2 separate regions of the Sus scrofa genome follow, and region 1 is linked to region 2. A link is a contact called in public HiChIP or PLAC-seq data. All regions are on one chromosome and are shown on one strand. Each heading gives the region's core, a stretch centred on a gene start, on an enhancer-like site or on the middle of the called end of the contact. The rest is flanking DNA. Distances are from core to core; before and after follow the strand shown. Region 1 overlaps LOC102157744 (a long non-coding RNA gene). Region 2 overlaps LOC102168016 (a long non-coding RNA gene).

Region 1 (2,700 bases), core at 180-2,679, 180 kb before region 2:
CCCAGAGAAAATCAAGAGCACAGCGTTCATTGAGTGACTAACATGGATCGGGAGCTTTCATACCTATTATCCTATTTTCTTCTGCACCACAATGTTGAGAGATTGATATTATGCTAATTTTGCCCATGTGAAACTGAGGCTCAACGAGGTTAAGTAATTTGCCTAAAATAATACAGCTAGTAAATAGTTAAGTTCAGGATTTGTTTTTTTTTTAATTAAATATTTCTAAAATCTGCTTACATGAGTGCAAGCTGTATATGAAAACCATTGAAACTCACTGAGAGGTTATCCACGATTCCTGAAGATAACTACTTTTATTCCTATATATATACAAATGCACACACACACTCATAGATACACTTAAAATGAAATCATGCAATTATAGGTCTGCTTTTTCATTTTAGGTGTTCTAATCATTATTGGCTGTCTTCCACACTGCTTTTCATGGATTCACAATTCTCCATTGCATTGCTGTACCAAATTGTATGTAACCGTTCCTCTGTTGGATAATTAGGTTGTTTCTCATTTCTCTTATAAACTATGGCAAAGAAATCTTTGCCTGTATCCAGGATTGTGCTTTAGGGTAAATTCCTACAAGTGGAATTTCTAAGTCAGAAAAATAAGAACATTTTCAGGCTTCATATATATTGGAAAATCACACTCCAAAAAGGTTGTATTAGGTTAAATTCGTATATGTAAACTCCTGCTTCCTCAGAATCTGACACGGGTATTGTCTTTTGTAAAAAATGCCAATTTTCAAAAATTGTAAAAACGTAAAAATAATGACCTCTCGTCTAAAGTTCTATTTCCCTAATTGGTAGTGATAATGAGCTATTTTCCTGTTTTCTATCCATTTGCATTTCTTCTTTTGTGAATTGCCATGTATGTCTTTTGCCCGTTTGTAACCAGGGCAATCACTCTATTTTAGTGACTTGTAAACACTTAAGATCACACTTTTTTCAGTAAACTCTGTTGCACATAGATGTCCCAGCTCATGATAAGCTCTTTTTCTTGTTTATGGTGGTAAGCTACCAACCGAAAACTTAAAAAGTTTAGGATGTCAAATGAACCAATCTTTAAAATTCCACCTTTGACTGGAACATAAAAATCAATGTATATATTATTCTAGCATTCTTACGGGTTTTTTTAATGACAGATTTAAGGCATCCTGGAGTTTAATTTCCAAACTGTTAATAATTCATTGACTAAAATCATCCCCCTCACTTTATTGCTCACTAAACTGTTACATACCTTGAGCCTGGTGTGCTCTTTATGCTGTTCCTTTGCTTGACTTGGCTCCAAGCCAGGGCCACCTGGTTGAATCATCATGGGCTTATAATGGGCTTTCATTTCCAGTCACTGGAAGCTACTCCTTCTGACCACAGAGCCTGTGTTTTTCCACAATAACCCGTCTGGGAGGTCAAGGAGGGAATTGTCACCACGCTGAGGGTGGGAAGAAAAGCTTTTACAGAAACAGAGCACTGCTTCCCACTTGTCAGCAGAGCTGGTCTTGCTGAGGAAAGTGAAATGAACAGAAGCCTGAACTGTGCGTGCCGAGTTGAGGCTATGTTTATGGAGAGTCCAAAGAGTCATCGTAAAAGAGTCATTTTTAAAATATGAACGAATGTTAACGGAGGGCTACTATGTGCTGATAATCACGCTGAGCTCTAAGGACACACAGACCAATAAGACCCAATACTTGGCTTCAAGAAGGTCCCAGAGTAGGAATGTGTAGAGGAAGTCAGACACTCTGACCTCATCTTGTGGCCAAGTCTCTCTCAGCATCTCTGAGCAGGGGCCACCAGCCCAGAGCTCAGGATCTGTTCTGCAGTGGCTTCTGAGGAGGCAGGAATTACCCAAGCATCCCATCTTCCCTTCCTCCAGGGAGTCTGCTCCTATATCAGTTCCCTACTTGCCACTAAGTGATAATGGATTTTAATCTGTGTTCTAAGTATTAACACATGGATCAAACACAACAAATTAAAAACACAACTGCAAACCAAATTTTAAAAAAGTTTTGAGTCAATAAATAGAGTTCCCTCTGAGACTTCCCCAGGAAAAAATTAGTGCCCCTTCCCTGAAGGCTGCAGCTCTGAATAATGCCAACCTATCCTGAGGTCAAAGTTCACCAGTGTCAACCTTGCCTTGCCAAGATCCAGGCTCCCACTGCTGAAGACCTCCAAGTCATGCCAGGTAGTTCAAGCTCTAGGTGTCCTCTCCCAACTTTGTACTGATGCTATTAGTTCATTGAACCAACTCCCTGTGCTTCTGGCTTTTTCCCAAGTCACCTTCTTTGATGGATCTACGGGTATTCATCTGACCCAATTTTGTTGTTGAAGAGGAAGCCTCCAGGAAAGCTTATTTTAAAAGTCTAACTCAGCTGGAACGCCCCTTTGACTCTGCAACTACTTCTTCCTGCCTGGACCATGGATGTAATGGCTGGGGATGCAAACAGCCATCTTGTGACCATGAGGCAACAAGCATGACTTTAAAAAAGTCTTCACTTTAAGAATAATGGAGCATGAAAATAAGAGCTTGGGTTTATGATGTTACTGTTGAGCCACCGTATGATCCCTGGGCCACCTACCTCAGATTTCTGAGTGAGAAATATAAACGCCCATATATTTAGGTTTTGTTAATATGATTGTTATCTGTGTAGCCAAAATGAGTCCTAGTATGATCCTCATTCTGGATTCTCAT
Region 2 (2,700 bases), core at 38-2,537:
AGGGGCAGGCAGCTCCAAGGCAGGCTCTGGGCCATCTGGAGGAACTGCCAACTCCCCCCCTCCCGCAGGCGCGTGGAAGCAACAGCAGCTCTTGAGTTCCGACCTCTTGCCTGCCCTGTTTATGGAGACGACTTCTGAGAAACCATTTCCCATGTTCTCAGAACAGATAGTTGCAAGAAGAGGTAATGAAAGTATGGAGCTCGCAAATGTCACATTAGCGATAGAAGGAAGTACGCTGGTGAGAATCAGTCGCTGCAAAATTAATCACCCCGAGTGAGCGTATTAACATTTATAATCACAAGTGTCTTGCAGATCAGGTCTGCAGCAAACTGATTTAGCTGTAACCTGTTTGCCACACCATCATGTTTGCATTATCCAAGCGGCATGCTACAGGCTTGCCTCTGGCAGGCCGGGCTCTCCTAGTCTTGCTGGTGTGAAATGCTAGGCTCTAGCAGCCTCCAGAAGCCCCTTTTGCACCAGTCTCTGCACTTATGGGCTCCTGCCCTCCACACTCCACACCAGCCAGGTATGGACAGGGCTGGGGACTACTGAGAAAGATCTGGAACCCAGGCCTTCTGCGCTGTCTAACTGGGAGCCAGGAGATGGTGTTCCACTCATCCCAGACAAGCGAAAGCTCCTAAACCCCTAAGGAAATGTCAAGTGCCTTCCAAGTGCCCAGCTCCATCTTTCCCACAGAGCCAGCTTCCCTCCCCTCCAAACCCATGAAGCCCCCGAGGGACTGGTTGCAAATAACAGAATCTGCCTGGGGACTTACTGAGTTTGCAGGTGCCCTCCCACGCTCTTCCAGAAGGCCCGCCCCACCTCTGTCTCACACACACATATGCCTGTGCCTGTGTTCACACATGCACAGGGCATACACACACACACACGTACACGTGCATGCACACGCCACACACACATGCACACTGCATACACACATCACCCACACGCCCTTCCCCTTTGATGCCCTCCCAGGAGGTGGACCATCCATCCACAAAGACCCTGGAAAGTACTAATTACTAAAGATACTAATTACTAACTGATCTGCCCAAATTCACATGAAGAGCTCAGGCAATGTGGAAACCCGATCGAGCCCTGGAAGACGCGCACAGAAAATATACATAGGTCACGGCTACACCGCGCCAGAAGCCATTCTCATTGGCCCACGGAATCCTTAGCTGGAAATAGGTCCAAAAATAAACAGCGCTGGTGGGAGAGAGTCCCAGATAGGTTCAGATCCCTTCCAGCTGGTGTGCAGATGTGAGCAGCGGACGAGCCAACAGAAAGGGGGCTCCTTTACTCCAGAGTGGACTGCGATTCTGGAACAGGAGGAGGAGGGCCTTTGCTATTGTCCAGGCCAACTGGCTCCTTTTACAGCTGAGGAAACAGGCTCAGAGGCCTGCGGTGCACTGTCTGCAGCCTGGCAGGCTGTGTCTCCCTGCAGCCCCACCGGCCTGGGGCCTCCCCCACACCCAGGATACCAGACTTCAGAGGACTTCCAGAAGCTTCTTCCAATCGGGGGGCCCACCTCACCCTTCCCCTGCTCCCAGTATATCCCTCACCCCTCCCCTGCTCCCAGTAAATCCCTCACCCTTCCCCTCCTCCCAGGATATCCCAGCCCCGAGCCTGACAGCCTCACAGAAGCAGGGACGGAGGGAGACTCAAGGAGGTGGAGTCCTGACGTGGGCAGTTTGCACCCACCTCCAGGCCTTGGTTTCTCTTCTGTAAAATGGGAGGGTTGGATAAGTCCCTTCCAGCCCTCCTGCTCCCTGGCCCCGAACACTCCAGGGAGCCCGCAGAACCAGGATGCTCAGGAACTTGGCCCTGTGCTGCCTTTACACCCCTCTTTTCCAGGACCGGCTTCCCCCCCAGCCTGCTCCCACCTCAGCAGAAAAGCCCAGAAACTATCCCAGTTTCTCGCATCATGGGGAAAAAAAGCAAGAGTTGTTCACGACGAAGGATAAAAACCGATTCTGGAGAAGGCAGTGCTGAACCCAAGAGACGGGCAGGGAAGCTGAGCCCAAGCCTAAAGCTGGGTCATGTGACCCACAGCTCAGCGCCCTCCCGGGGTCACCCGGCTGCCCCAGGGGAGCATCCCCTCGGGGATGGGATGACCCCACATTCAGCTTCTCCTGCCAGTGGCTCAGCGGCCTGGCACTGTGTCTCTGGCACACACAGGGTCCTGAATGCCTTGTGTGGGAGACACCGCTATGTGCCGAATCTTCGCCAAGTCTCAGTTGCCCCTCGGCGCCATTCCTGCCCCAGCAGTGACCCTCCGCATGGCCTGAGACCACCTTCAAGGGGCACCATCCCCTGTGTCTCAGCAGCCCCACTCCCCTCTTGCCTCCTCACAGGGGCTCCCTCTTGCCACGTGGCACAGGATACTGGAGAGCCAGACCTTCTCCAGCCCCACACACGTGACACCTGGAAGGAAGGACAGTGCGTGTCCCCTCCTGACCCACAACTTTCCAGGGAAAGGGCAGAATCCCCACCCAGCACGTGGAGCCCTGGTCCCCTCCTCAGGGCATCTCCCCCATCCCCACTGCAATCGACACCCACAGTCCTGAGTCACTGCTGTCACCACCAGGCTCTTGCACAGGCAGTGTCCTCCTCCAGGAATGTCCCCTCTGCCTCTAGAAAGCCTTCCCGTCCCCAGTATGAGCCGGCTGCTCTCCCCCTGGGTCCCCATAGCCCTGAGCA

The links. HiChIP or PLAC-seq counts read pairs in DNA pulled down with a chosen protein or histone mark.
Region 1: an H3K27ac HiChIP or PLAC-seq map of skeletal muscle shows a contact between it and region 2, with 6 times the contacts expected there. The contact joins two enhancer-like sites. A contact is called at or near these places in 10 of 47 Hi-C or Micro-C datasets (alveolar macrophages, embryonic fibroblasts, fetal heart ventricle and 6 more) and 1 of 2 datasets of contacts at active chromatin or transcription factors (skeletal muscle).

What each region holds. Positions count from the first base shown.
Region 1 is chr3:12,284,945-12,287,644 of Sscrofa11.1, reverse strand. The region is part of intron 3 of LOC102157744 (a long non-coding RNA gene); the gene reads right to left. Among named protein-coding and RNA genes, the nearest start is that of CASTOR2, 250 kb to the right of the region's middle. Within about 2 kb of position 1,429, at least 3 of the 83 cell types and tissues checked have an H3K27ac peak or open chromatin away from gene starts, as enhancers often do. A contact at or near this core is called in skeletal muscle, where this site is marked.
Region 2 is chr3:12,106,983-12,109,682 of Sscrofa11.1, reverse strand. All of the region lies in intron 3 of LOC102168016 (a long non-coding RNA gene), which reads right to left. Among named protein-coding and RNA genes, the nearest start is that of CASTOR2, 68 kb to the right of the region's middle. Within about 2 kb of position 1,287, at least 9 of the 83 cell types and tissues checked have an H3K27ac peak or open chromatin away from gene starts, as enhancers often do. A contact at or near this core is called in skeletal muscle, where this site is marked.